2 separate regions of the Pan troglodytes genome follow, and region 1 is linked to region 2. A link is a contact called in public Hi-C data. All regions are on one chromosome and are shown on one strand. Each heading gives the region's core, a stretch centred on a gene start, on an enhancer-like site or on the middle of the called end of the contact. The rest is flanking DNA. Distances are from core to core; before and after follow the strand shown.

What was found. Hi-C and Micro-C count contacts between places; a contact is called where the count stands out from the background.
Region 1: a Hi-C map of induced pluripotent stem cells shows a contact between it and region 2, with 2.8 times the contacts expected there. The contact joins two enhancer-like sites. A contact is called at or near these places in 5 of 7 Hi-C or Micro-C datasets (blood, induced pluripotent stem cells, a lymphoblastoid cell line and 1 more) and 1 of 1 other capture datasets (stem cell-derived neural stem cells).

Annotation. Positions count from the first base shown.
Region 1 is chr1:22,649,200-22,656,251 of NHGRI_mPanTro3-v2.0_pri, reverse strand. It overlaps ITPKB (inositol-trisphosphate 3-kinase B), which reads right to left. Exons shown (of 8, transcript XM_001141610.8): 5 at 6,604-6,808; 6 at 4,223-4,324; 7 at 2,147-2,218. Among named protein-coding and RNA genes, the nearest start is that of STUM, 91 kb to the left of the region's middle. Within about 2 kb of position 2,496, at least 4 of the 24 cell types and tissues checked have an H3K27ac peak or open chromatin away from gene starts, as enhancers often do. A contact at or near this core is called in induced pluripotent stem cells and stem cell-derived neural stem cells, where this site is marked.
Region 2 is chr1:22,459,817-22,466,973 of NHGRI_mPanTro3-v2.0_pri, reverse strand. The region is part of intron 2 of LOC107970393 (a long non-coding RNA gene); the gene reads right to left. Among named protein-coding and RNA genes, the nearest start is that of PSEN2, 41 kb to the right of the region's middle. Within about 2 kb of position 2,758, at least 11 of the 24 cell types and tissues checked have an H3K27ac peak or open chromatin away from gene starts, as enhancers often do. A contact at or near this core is called in induced pluripotent stem cells and stem cell-derived neural stem cells, where this site is marked.

The sequences.
Region 1 (7,052 bases), core at 1,247-3,746, 190 kb before region 2:
TTTCTAGACCACAACCCAACCTGGGGCCTCGCCCTTCCGCCTCCTAGAACCTGACTCCTCCCAAACACTCTGCAGGGAACCACAGTGAAGGGGAAGGTGCCCAGGAGCGTCCAAACTCTCCTGGGGCGGGGGTGGTAAAGAACCCGTTTCAAATGCACACAGCACCCCCACCCCAGCAGCACAATCCCCTGCAGATTCAGCGTGGGCAGACCCTATAGGGCCTTCCCAGCCTGGCCCAGGGATAGTGGGCACCAAAGAGCCTGCCCCTCCTGGGTGAGCTCAGAGCCTCTGCATGGGAGCGAGGCGCTTTCCCAAATATGGCCACACATACCCCTGCATCACCTCAGTGGGGCCAGAGGAAGGCCAGGGGCACAGAAGGCCGGGGGCACAGAAAGGGCTGAGGTGACATTCCAGCTTCCAGCAGTGCAGGGCAGGTGGGGCCCCTGGCGAGGCTGAGCCCAAAAAAGGGGCTTCCTCTTCGCAGGTGGAAAACAACAGACCCAAGCTGATTTGGCCTCTTTCTAGACCTTAAGGGAGACCCCAAAAAGTGTAGAACAAAATGCTTTTCCAAGAAATAAAAGCAGAAGTGTTGAAGAAGGGTGGGAACGGCTTTGAGACAGAGCTCTGTGGCCTGAAGTTCTCCCAGGCTTGGCCCCTGGGGTCAGGCAGCCAGGCAGCACCCCCATCGTCCAGAGAGGCAGCTGGGGCAAAGGGGGCTCTGGCAGGTGGCAGGAGGATGCTTCATCAAGTGGAAAGGAGAGGCCACAGGAGGAGCTGAGGGTCTGGGGGACAAGGAGAGCAAAGAACATTCTGAGAAGGACCGAGCTCCCTGCTAGGGGCACAGCAAAGCCTGAGTCTCCTCTCTGGGTGTGCCACCCCCTCCTTGCAGCCATCCTCTCCAGGCGCCCCGCAGGGAATGACATGCAGAGCAAGGTAGACCATCTGCCTGAGGAGGCCTGGTGGTGTAGTTTGCAGAAAGATGCACCGCCCTGCTGGCTGCCCCAGGGCTGACCCTATGAGTTCCTCCTGCTGGCTCCGCAGCCTTCTCTGTGGGCATAGGCTGAGGCTGAGGCCACCTCCATATAAGACCCCATACAAGAGGGCCTCCACAAGACAGTCCCTATGAGAGGGGCTGCTTTCCTGAACCACCTACACAGCTGTAGGGAGCCGCAGGATCCCGCTTCACACCCACCCACCCATGGGATTAGCCAGCCCCAGGACTGCAGCTGTGTGTGTGTGTGTGTGTGTGTATGTATGTGAGACTGGTAAAGGCATGCATGTTTGTGTATGAGTGGGTGTGCACACAAAAATGTGTGTGGATATATGAATACATATGTGTGTTTGTATACGTATGACTTGTGTTAATGTGTTGTATGAATGTGTGTGCATGCATGTGATTGATCTGCATGTGTGTGAATGTGTGTGTGATTTGTGAATGTGTGTGCATGTAGGGTTTGAGTGTGATCTGTGAAGGTGTGTGCATGTAGAGTTTATGAGTGTGATCTGTGAATGTGTGTGGTATAGGATTGATGAGTGTGGGATCTGTGAATGTGTGTGTGAATGTGTCATGTGGCTGGGGACCTGGACTCCCCATGTCAGGGTCTCACACCCCTCCAGGGAACCTGCTGACACCTCCCAGAGCCTCTCTCAGGTGTCTCAGTTCCCCACCTGCTGCCTGCTGCCCCTGCCAACTAACGTATGCAAAGTTGGGAGGTTCCAGCCCTGCCCGAGAGTGGCACCTGAAGACCTGCCTGCCCTCCTCAGGGTCTCATCTGAAGATGTAGGTGGCGGTCAGCGGGTGCCTGGCTACTCTAGCAGCTCAGAGAGCTTCTGCCCTGAGACCACGGGGTGTGTGGGATATAAGTCCTGCCACCACTGCCCAGAATGGACAAGACTCTGGAGCTGGAAGGACAAGGGAGGAGAAAGGGGGCAATAGCCAGGGGTCTCAGGCAGGACAGCCCGTGTGGTCACCCCAGGAAGCACTGAGACGCAGCTCCCCCGTGCAGCGAGGGTCTGGTCCCTGATGGCCTGCCTCTGGCTGCACCACCCTGAAAATGCCCGATGCCCCGGGCTTCTGGAAGGAGAAGGAGAAGGCCTGTTGGCACGCGCAGCATTCTGCTCAAGAGGGCAAAAGCCCAGTATCTACCTCGTGGCACTTGAAGAAGGGAGAAACTTCTAGAGTGGTTCGAATGGCCTTCAGCCGGTCCCGATAGGCGATCTGGGAATAGAAAGAGGACCAGATTTTTAAGCACCGCGTGGGGAAGGGGTGGATTTTAGCCCATTTAGCTCATTAGAGTCACGGACTGTAGAAATGACAGTGACCTTACACCCTACCCTGATCACTTATTCCAACCTCCTTATCTACAAATGAAGAAACTGCAGCCTAGAGGAGGGGTTGCAGCTGGGCTCCACTCCCGCCCTTTCTCCCACCACCCTTTCTCCAGGAGCAGGCGGTGCCGGGAAGGGCAGTGTCAGAACACCCATGCGGCCTCTAGTGGTCCCTCCCGTGAATGTGCTTTACCCTGAACGCCGGACATCTAGAGGCAGCTTCCTGCGAGCAGGGCTGCTGTGGCGTCTTTCTCAGCATAAATGTCAGTACCTTTGACTTTTGAAAGGACAGGGTAAGAGACAGAACCACAAATATCTCTCCCAGTGCCCTCTCCATGGAGCCCTATAAACCCATGTCAAGCTTTGCTGGCCTTGGGGGTGCCCCATCTTCCCCAGAAGCCAGCTCTGTGGGTCTCACCCCCGGGCTGCCTTGGGAAGCTCGTCATACACAGGTACACAGAGTTCCTCAATGCCTGCTGGAAAAGAGTGACAGCTGGCAGGGCCAGCCGAGCAGCCCCCTGGAGTCTTCAGCACCAGGAACAAACCCCAGGCATAGGAGGCATGTTCCATGGTGGTCACTGCTTAGGGGCTGAGATCCTCCCCTGCAAGGGACTCAGGAATTGGAGGACTTGGGCTACGAAAGAGTCAGGCACATTCCCCCTGCCTGCAGCCTCAGAGCTTGCCAGGAGCCAACGGAAGCCTCCCCAGCTGGAAAAGGAAGATTTCCCAGTTCCAGCCCGTACTGAGTCTCCTTGGAGAAATGGCTGCCTGGTCCGCCCCCACTTGCTCTGCAGCTGCTGTGGACTGTTCAGAAGGTGCCATTCACAGGGGCTCCAGGGCCCGTGTCCCAGATGTGCCTGGATCTCTGACTGTCCCAGGGAGCCGTGCACTTGGGGCACAGTGGCACAATATTCCCTGACTCAGCTGGAAGGGTCAGTGCTCTGGTCCCTGTGGGCAGAGCATCTATCCAGTCTGCGAGCCGCTGCAGCAGCAACACACAAGACAGAACTTTGTCATGAACTTGTACAACCCACACTCCTGGACTCGGAGACAGCTCGCCAGCTCTTGCTGGCAGGGAGCAGTGTGACCTCGGGCACACAAAATGGGGACAAGCAGGTCTACCCACAGCAGGTCTGCTGTGAAGATTTGCTGCACGCTTGGCATGACACCTGGCAGACGGCGGGCACTGTTCTCTCTCTCAGGGCATGGGAAATGCTCTCTGGAGCTATGGGGCCGATGGCTAAGGGAGAGTCAGTGAGTGTCCGCCAAGCTTCCCCGCCTACCCGCCGCACGCCAGGGACAAGCACATCGCCTTCCTCTTTACTTTCCAAGCAGAAGCCTGGGGCCAGGATGGATACAAACCTTCCTGGGTACTAACTTCAGTGCCCTTGACTTTTTTTTTTTTTTTTTTTGAGACAGAGTTTCATTCTTGTTGCCCAGGTTGAAGTGCAATGGCAAAATCTCAGCTCACTGCAACCTCCGCCTCCCAGGTTCAAGTGACTCTCCTGCCTCAGCATCCCAAGTAGCTGGAATTACAGGCATGCGCCACCATGTCCGGCTAATTTTTGTGTTTTTAGTAAAGATGGAGTTTCACCATGTTGGCCAGGCTGGTCTCAAACTTCTGACCTCAGGTGATCCACCTGCCCCAGCTTCCCAAAGTGCTGGGATTACAGGCGTGAGCCACTGTGCCCGGCGTGCCTTTGACTTTTGAAAGGGCAGAGTGAGAGAGCCACAAAAGTCTCTGCCAGTGGCCTCTCTACAGAGCCCTACGAACTCGGGCTGGGGTGTGCTGTCCCTGGGGGTGCCTTGTCCTCCCCATGGGCACCTCCAGAGTAGACACAGTTGTCCCTCCCTGGCTGGCTGGAGAGACCCTCTCTGGAGGTGCCAGACTCACCAGGATGTTATGGTTTCCTTTAGTGAACTCTCTGAAGGCCTCGGTGACCTGCTCCCTCGTTTTGGTCTTCTTGAAGTCCCGGTTCACGGTGCCGTCTTCTTTCTGAGAAAGAGAACACCCCACCCAGGAGGGGGTCAGCAGGGACCCTCGGGCAGAAACTGTTCTCACCCCCCCAACACCACAGAGCAGGCGAGCCCCATCTGAACCTGGGGCAGGGCCAGTGGAGGCACCCAGGTGTCCACGTATGGCGCATGGAGGCGGCGTGCACAGCAGAGGGGAGCCTGCCCTGTGCCCAAACACAGGAGAAAGCAGAGGGTGGCGCTGACATCCCCAGGCGAGTGAACAGTGGTAGGAAAGGCCCGGAGGTGTGAAGGGCATCCAGGCTGAGGATGGAGGAGCATGACCCGGGGCTGGCCCGTCCTGCGTGCAACAGCAGGGCCAAGAGAGAGGGTTGGCCTCGACTTCCCACTCCGGGGCCCGGGCCCTGGAACCGGTGCCCGGAGGTCCCTGCCCGCCAGAGGCACCTCCCCTCAGCACAGGCAGGAGAGACTTGCTCCCGCCCTGAGCTCAGCTTGACTTCCTTTATAATCTACCATCTCTTCTTTCACGTTTTCTGAAAGCCAGGATCCAATACAGCCCTGCCCATCTCTGCTTCCTCGCCCACCCCACTCCCATCTTCTTGGCCCCAGCACTATCTCTGTTCAGGCTGTCCTGGGCCCTCATGTGGGGCTTTGCTGACCTATGAGGAAGTCTGTTCTTTAGGGACAAAGGGAATGCTCTGCCAGGAGTCCCAACAGTGGGCCGTGTCTGCCCTCAGGCTGGAGAGTACTTCAGCTGTGTCCTCACTGTGGCTGCCTTCGACAGGACTGGCAGGACCTGGGGCTGAGGGAGCAGCCCTGGGTGCAGGAGGGGCCGAGAGCCGGGGGGCTGTGGGCAGTGCACCCCAGGCAGAGCCTCTTGGCTAAGGGCGGGGCAGGCAGGTGATGGTGAAGACAGCTGGCTTCTCTCTGAGTGGGAAGACAGGCTGTCGGCTGTTCTGACGGCTGGACAATAGACAGAGACCAGGAGCACAGCCTGCTCGAGAGGGAGAGGTGAAGGGAAAGTGGATTGTTTCTAATAAAGAAAGGAAAGCGAGCATTAAGGAGAAGGCGGATGGGTACGGAATTTGCATCCAGTCTCAGAGCTGGATGCAAAAAAGAGGGAAGGGCTGGTTTCAAAAGACAAAGAAGGGGGCAAATGCCTTTCTCAGCCCAGAGCTCGCAAAGCAGCTGTCCCGGGGGAAGGTAAAAACTTCCCCACATGCCACCGTGGGCAGCGAGCCATTGACAGCTGCGGAAGCTACGTCTAAATGCCATCTGAAAGGAGGCTCAGGGGACCCTCCCATCAGGACCATCGGCTGCCCAACCCTGACTCCAGGCTGGACACTGGAGATGATGCAGACCATGACTGGACAGAGAATGGGAGACCCGACAACCCCACAGGGACCGCCATCTGCTCAAGAGGGACAGCTTCTGAGACCCTGAGGGGCCGGCACCCCAAAGCCCGGCTCTTGCAAATTTAACAGCAAGGGTGCACACAGGGGCCCAGGGACAGGGAGATCAATCCAGACAGTCATCAATCCAGACAGTGCCAGTTCCCCAATGTATTCTTGGGAAAGTAAATCAACATTTGAACATAATCATGTATAGGAAGCTTCTGTGTGCCCATAGCCAGAGCTAAGAACTTTTCTGCCAGATACACATAGGTACAAAGGGATAGAAGGGAAAGAGCCATCATTTTGTAAACCACAAACACAAAGTAAATATATTAATTAGGGGAAAATTACATTTACTTATAAAGTTTGTCATGTTGTTTCTTTGGAGCTTATGTTTCTATTTCTGTTCCAATAAATAATTTAAAATTTCAAAAAAAAAAAAAAAAAAAAAGATCGAAGAGCAAAGCAGAGAGAATGCAGTTTCTGAGAGACCCTGGCTCCAACATCAAAGGCGGTCACAGCATGCTCCTCCCTTCCCCGAATTGTCTGCCAGTCCCGGTTTGCAGCCATGGCAGAATGAACCAGCTACCCCACAGGCATCCCGCAGGTGCCTCTCGCCTGGCTTTCGGTGCCAGGCACCGTCTGGGCTAAATGGAGAGTCCTCGGCAGAGGGCTGACAGCTGGGCAGGGCTAGAAGCCACTCTGCTCTGAGGCCTGAGCCCCCTACACAGCCATCCCGCCTGAGGAATAGGCTGATGTCTCCAAATGTCTGGCCTTGGGGTGGGCCACCCACATTCTGAGCCTGTGCCTGGAGAAGCTTACAACTTCCAAAGGGCGCTGAGAGAAGCCAAGCCCCCTGAGGTGGGCACGGGTGGGGCCCGAGGCTGCCCTCACTCGCCGGCCTCACCTTGATTCCCTCGATCCTGAACCCCAGGGTGGCCGTGGAGCTGATGGTCTCCCGCCACTGCATGTACCGCGGCTTGGTCACAGCCCGCTGTGCTTTTTCCTCCTCGGTGGGGGCCTCGGGGTCCACCTCGATCATCTTCTGGTACATGTCCTTCCGCAGGCTGGGCTTCTTCCGGGCCTTCGTGAGCTCCTCCTCCAGGTAGGTCCTACGTGGGAGGGAAGGCGACATGAGGGCCGAGGCCTGGGGCAGGGCTCACCAGCAGCTCCTTTCCTGCCTGGTGGATGAAGGTTTGGGGCGTGTGTTGCCCAACAGCTGCAGTCAGCTCAGTGCCCTGAGTCAAGGCACGTCTTTCCGAGGGGACGGCAGACTCTGTTCCAGCTGGGGCTGGCTCTAATTTTTCTTTTCTTTTTTTTTTAGACAATTTTTTTAGTAGATAAGGGAGTCTCGCT
Region 2 (7,157 bases), core at 1,509-4,008:
AAGTATAATATGGCACGGGTACGAATCTGGGGCCATGGTCGCAGGTGGTAAAGGAATTTACCAAGACAGTTGTAGGTAAAGAAAGGCGGATTATAAGAGGAAGTATGAAAATACCTTGCAACGTTGCAATGGGCAGCACAGCAGAGAAGCGTCTGTCTGCCAAGAGGTGGGGGCCTGGAGGGAAATTTTACAGGGCCGTGCTGGAGGGGGCTATGTGCTGAATGAGGACATTGTGCCCCCAGAACAGGCCATTGTTTGTGATTCTGATTTGTGTTTCTCAGAACGATTGTTCATTGTTCTTCCCCACCTGGGGCCCCTTCCTCTTGTTGCTTACTTATCTAATCAGGACTTCACCTAAGGAATTGTGTAGTCAGTCTAGGGGAGAGACAGTGCTGTCAGCCTACTAAAAACCGACTCTTCCAGCAGGTGTATGTGCACCTATTGTTAAAGGTGATGGCAATAATATGTAACTGATATTACAACAGTTGGTCTGATGTGGCAAAGACACTGACAAATTTGAACAGATGCCAGCCATTAATAACTGGTGTAGCCATGGGGAAGATTCCAGCTGAGTATTGGCTGACTGAATGCAGGCAGAGAGCCGTGCCATTTCCACTGGAATCTACCTCTTGCCATACTTGTTCTGACCCATGACCACCAAGGAAAGCCCCCGGCGCCCTGCCCCTGCCTGTTTGGTTGGTCATGCGGACACAAATATCTGATCTTATTTCTCATTTTAAGTGATGGCTTTATGCATCATTCTCTTGTGAGCTTCTTGAGTCCCCGCACCACAGAGCCATGGACAAAATAGAGTTTCTCGGCATGCAAGACCAAGGTCTGAAACCTGGGCCCTGGTACCTACCTTCTTTAGGGCCAGGCCAACTTGTGAGCCCCCTTCCTACAACCCTGGACCTCTCTGTGCTGACAGACAGCTCTCTTTGATGGCTGCCATTGGCACTGGGGAGTTGATACTTGAATGGGGGCGGGTGGGGTGGCCTCTCAGACTGTAGGCTCGGGAGTAGCCCTTCCAAGAGGCTGATCCTGATAGTTGAGTCAAACTGGTGACAGAATTGATGTGAGAGCTTGACAGCAGACCTAGGGCAGATAGCTAGGGGCTGCTAACCAGAGACTTAGTAATTAGCATGCAAATTGAGCAAGAAGGTGATCAAAGCTGGGAAGTGGAGGAAATTAGATGTCTGCTTCTGCCGGCATTCTCATACATGCTGAAGAGGCAGTAGTTTGTCCAGCTGTGTGTCTTAAAGATACCATCTGTGTCAGTCTCAGAGGTGCCAGGAGCCCCTCTCCCAATTACCTGTCATCTCTGCATCAAATTCTCCAAAGTGGATTTTGTTGTGGTTGTTGTTGTTGTTGTTTTGAGATGGAGTCTCGCTCTGTCGCCGAGGCTGGAGTGCAATGGTGCGGTCTCGGCTCACTGCAACTTCCGCCTCCCGGGTTCAAGTGATTCTCCTGCCTCAGTCTCCCAAGTAGCTGGGATTACAGGCGCCCGCCACCGTGCCTGGCTAATTTTTGTATTTTTAGTAGAGACAGGGTTTCACCATCTTGGCCAGGCTGGTCTTGAACTCCTGATCTCGTGATCCACCCGCCTCACCCTCCCAAAGTGCTGGGATTACAGGCGTGAGGCACTGCGCCCGGCCTCCAAAGTGGATTTTTGCTCAATATGTTCTATTCCCAGCTGTCTCAGACATGGGTGGGGTAATGACTGATTCCTAAATTCGTTGACCTCAGCTTTTTTTTTGACACAGGGTTTCCCTCTGTCGCCCAGGCTGGAGTGCAGTGGTGCAATCACATCTCACTGCAGCCTCAACCTCCTGGGCTCAAGCAATTCTCCCAGCTCAGCCTCCTGAATAGCTGGATCTGCAGGCCCGCACCACCATGCGTAGCTACATTATTAATTTATTTTGTAGAGATGGGGTCTCCCTATGTTGCTCAGGCTGGTCTCATACTCCTGGGCTCAAGCGATCCTCCCGCCTTGGGCTCCCAAAATGCTGGGATTTACAGGCATGAGCCGCCAGGCCCGGTGACCTCAGCTTTTACCCAGCACCATCAAAGCAGGACGCACTGCACAAACCTGAACATTAGCTGTTGTCTAGCTGCCGGAGTATGCCTGGGGAACAGTCACAGTTGTTGCAGCTACACAGCATGTGTGTGTTTGTGAGTTTGGAGTTGGAGTTGAGTGAGACCCTGATACTAGGGAAAGAGAGGGAAAGCCAGACTCTTACTTAAGGGCTTCTATCGCAGGAGGGAAGATTTCTTCCAAGAGCTCAGTGCAATAAATGAAAGAAATTTAGAAGGCTGCCAGGCTCAGGGCAGCCCCGGAGCATCAGAAATAGGAGGCTGAGGGTCGGGAATGGGAAGCAAGCAGGGGTTAGAACTGAGGAAGCAGGGGTTAGAACTGAGGGGTTGCTGAAGACACCACCACGTTTCAGAACTCAGGATAGGGCCTGCCTGGGGACTCGCACAGAGGAGAAGGAACCGGTAGTCTAAAATACTAAAACGTGTGGAATTCCTGCATGGAGGCTTCCTATTGGGAGTGTAAAATTTCTGTGAGAACTGTAAGAAGTAAGCAAACAGCATCAGAGGACATGAGCCCCGTGGAAAGTGCCTCAAAGTGTGGTTTGAGGATTACCCGCCTGAGACTCCAACGAGGTGTTTGCCAAAAAAGGCAGATTCTTGGGCCACACCCGGCTCTATGGAGTGGGAAGCGCTGAGGGTGGGGCCTGGGCGCCTGCTCTCAGAACTGGTGCCGCTGAAAGCTTGCGGAGCCCAAACGCTGCGAGGAGGTCGCACCAGCAAGTGAGGAAGCAGAAGGGATGGCTTCCTGCGCCTCCCACACAATTTTCAACTTTTCAGGAAGTACCATAGAAGTCAATGTAGATGAATACGTTTTTCTTTGGTCCCTAGCATTTTTCTTTTAAAATTTTATTTTCCTTTTGAAAAAGAATGTGAGAACAAAGTCTGAGAACGAATGTGAGAACGAATCTCGAAACGTGAGAAAAAAGCCTTCTTCCCCCCCTCCACCTCCCCTGCGTGGTCCTTGGGTGCTCTGTGAACGGTGACCCCACCCTCACAGGGACCCTGACTCCTGAGGGGTCACCACTCATATCCTGTGAGAGACTACGCTATTCCCTGATTCAGCGGGGTCTCCAGGTCTGAACGCCCAAGGCCAACACAGAGGCCTAAAAATAGAGCCCGGGAGGCCCAGTCAAACCGGAAGAGAGCCAGAGGCCTCCCTGGAGTCCCGAAGACGATCTCAACCAAGGAGCCCAGCGCCCTCTAGCGGGAGAGAAGCTGCTTCGCGGCCCTGGTCTCCGGTCAGAGGCACTGGGCTGGGGCTGAGCACTCCGAGGCGGAAACCAAAGGGTGTGCCCCTGGGGACACCGCCTCAAGACCCCTGACTGAGGCTCCAAAAGGAAAAATTGTGCCACTTGTGTTTTACGAACTTCAACGTAATTGTAGGATACATTGCTGTAATGTATAATGTTGTAATAATGATTACCTTCTATAACCACAGATTTTTATATTTATTTATTTATTTATTTTTGAGACAGAGTCTTGATCTGCCACCCAGTCTGGAGTGCAGTGGCACGATCTCAGCTCACTGCAACCTCCGCCTCCCGGGTTCAAGCAATTCTCTGCCTCAGCCTCCTGAGTAGCTGGAATTACAGGCGCCTGCCACCATGCCCAGCTAATTTTTGTATTTTTTGTAGAGACGGAGTTTCACCATCTTGGCCAGGCTGCTCTTGAATTCCTGACCTCGTGATCCACCCGCCTCGGCCTCCCAAAGTGCTGAGATTACAGGCGTCAGCCACCGCGCCTGGCCGACTTTTATTTCTTTACTTATTTACTTATTTATTTATTTTCTGAGATGGGGTCTTGCTCTGTCGCCCAGGCTGGAGTGCAATGGTGTGATCTCAGCTCACTGCAACCTCTGCCTACTGGGTTCAAGTGATTCTCCTGCCTCAGCCTCCCCAGTAGCTGGGATTACAGGCACGCACCACCATGCCCGGCTAATTTTTGTATTTTTATTAGAGATAGGATTTCACCATGTTGGCCAGGCTGGTCTCAAACTCTTGACCTCAGGTGATCCACCCTCCTTGGCCTTCCAAAGTGCTGAGATTACAGGCGTGAGCCACTGCCCCTGGCCTAGCATCACAGACTTTAGACGCTTTTCATTACTTCTCAGTGAGACCAAGGTTCCTGTCACTAAATTCACATGCACATAACATATAACATGGAAGGGTACCCAAGCACCTCCGACAGCTGCACCAAGATTCCATCTGGGAAAGCTGTTCTCTGGGGGAACATACAACTTTGGGACGGGTGCTCAGGAGCCTTAATAGCAGAAAAGGACCCCTTGCAAGTCAGAAAATTTGGCTGAATCATTCCAGGCACTCTCTGAGGGGGCAGATGTCTCTGCTGGCTAATTGTTCCCCCACCTGAAGACATCAACTCAGTTTTCCCTAAGTCAGAGAGAAAACATACTCCTACTGTACATATTTCGAGAAAGGAAATATACAGCTGAACACTGAAGTGCCCAGTTAGGCTTTGAAGAAAAGGATTGTGACCGAAAGACACCAGGCTTTTAATAAAAGCTAAAAAGCAAAAGTGTATACCACCTCGCACCCATGCGGATGGTGACTATTAAAAAACTAAAGAAAGAAAGAAAATAAGTGTTGGTGAGGATGGAGAAATTGGAACTCTTGTCCTCTGTTAATGGAAACGTAGAATGGTACAGCTGCTGTGGAAAGCAGTATGTCAGTTCCTCAAAAAATTAAAAATGGAATGACCATTCAATTCGGCAATTCCACTTCTTTTTCTTTTTCTTTTTTTTTTTTTTGAGACGGAGTCTCGCTTTGTTCCCCAGGCTGGAGTGCAGTAGCACAATATTGGCTCACTGCAACCTCTGCCTACCAGGTTCAAACGATTCTCCTGCCTCAGCCTCCTGAGTAGGTGGGATTACAGGCACCTGCCACCACGCCCAGCTAATTTTTGTATTTTAGTAGAGACGGGGTTTCACCATGTTGGCAAGGCTGGTCTCAAACTCCCGACCTCATGTGATCCGCCTGCCTCGGCCTCCCAAAGCACTGGGATTACAGGCGTGAGCCACTGCGCCCGGCCCCAATTCCACTTCTGAGTGTGTAACTACCAAAGTTGAAAGCACAGTCTCAAAGAGATAGCTGCACACCTTTGTTCATAGCAGCATCATTCCGAATAGCCAAAAGGTGGAGGCAACACAAATGTCCCTCAACAGAACAATAGATCACCAAAATGTGGTGTATACCCACAAAGGAATATGATTTGCCCTTTAAAAGGATGGAAATTGAGCCGGGCATGGTGGCTTATGCCTGTAATCCCAGCACTTTGGGAGGCTGAGGTGGGTGGATCCCTGAGGTCAGGAGTTCGAGACCAGCCTGGCCAACATAGTGAAACCTTGTCTCTACTAAAAATATAAAAATTTAGCTGGGCATGGTGGCGGCGCCTGTAATCCCAGCTACTCAGGAGGCTGAGGCAGGAGAATCGCTTGAATCTGGGAGGCGGAGGTTATGGTGAGCTGAGATCATGCCATTGCACTCCAGCCTGGGTGACAAGAGCAAAACTCTGTCTCAAAAAAAAAAAAGATGGAAATTCTGCTGGCACGGTGGCTCACATCTGTAATCCCAACACTTTGGGAGGCCAAGGTGAATGGATCATGAGGTCAGGAGTTCAAGACCAGCCTGCCTAACATGGTGAAAGCCCGTCTCTACTCAAAATACAAAAATTAGCCGGGCGTGGTGACATGAGGCAGGATAATCGCTTGAATCTGGGAGGTGGAGGCTGTGGTGAGCCAAGATTGTGTCACTGTACTCCAGTCTGGGCAACAGAGCAAGACTCTGTCTCAAAAAGAAAAAAAAAAAAGGATGGAAATTCTGACAAATCCTACAACACAGATGAACCTTGAGAACACATTACACTAAGTAATTTAGGTCAGACACAAAAAGATAAATACTGTGTGAGCCCACTTATATGACATACCTAGTCATGAAAATCATAGAGACAGACAGCAGAATGATGGCTGCCAGGGGCTGGGGGGAAGAGAATGGGAGTTATTGTTCAATGGGGATGGAGTTTCAGTTATGCAAGATGAAAGGTTCTGGAGAACTCTGAGTGATAATGATGTGTCAGTGTAGGTTCACTGATCATAACGAGTGCAGCACTCTGGTGGAAGATGTCAAGCAGGGGATCTGTGCACCTGTGGGGATAGTGGGTACATGGGAACTCAGTACTCTGCTCTCAATTTTTCTGTGAACCTAAAACTGTTCCTTTAAAAGTTGTGACACTAAACTGCTCTTTAAAAAGTTTAATAATTTGGCTGGGCGTGGTGGCTCACACCTGTAATCTCAGCACTTTGGGAGGCTGACGCAGGCAGATTACCTGAGATCAGGAGTTCGAGACCAGCCTGACCAACATGGAGAAACCTTGTCGCTACTAAAAATACAAAAAATTAGCAGGGAGTGGTGGCGCATGCCTGTAATCCCAGCTACTTGGGAGGCTGAGGCAGGAGAATTGCTTGAACCCGGGAGGCGGAGGTTGCGGTGAGCTGAGATCGCACCATTGCATTCTAGTCTGGGCAACAAGAGCAAAACCCTGTCTCAAAAAAAAAAAAATGTTTAATAATTTTCTTTAAAAAGTTCTAGAGATGGATGGTGGTGATGGCTGCACAATAATGTAAATTTCCTTAATACTATTAAAACTGTACACTTAAAATGATTATGATAGTAAATTTTATGTGTATTTTATCACAATTAAAATTTTAAAATAAATAAAGTAAAAAACAAAAGGCGGAGGGACAGATAGGCTAGAAAGGGACTGTAATTTAATAACCAGAGAGTACTGCGCATTTAGAAATGTCATCAATAGGAGTTATAGTCATTTGGGGATATATATTTTTAAGTATTTTATATTAACATGAAATCATTTGGAATTTCAAAAACAATTTTAAATAAAAGTACACAAGAAAGAATACTTATCAGACAAAGTCAGGGAGGATGGCACAGGCAGAAAGAGGAAAGCAAAGGCAAATAAACATTTTAGGACCTTTGTTCTGAAGGGATTATTACTGGGGGCCTAGAGGAGAAAGTTGGGACAGAAGGAAGATG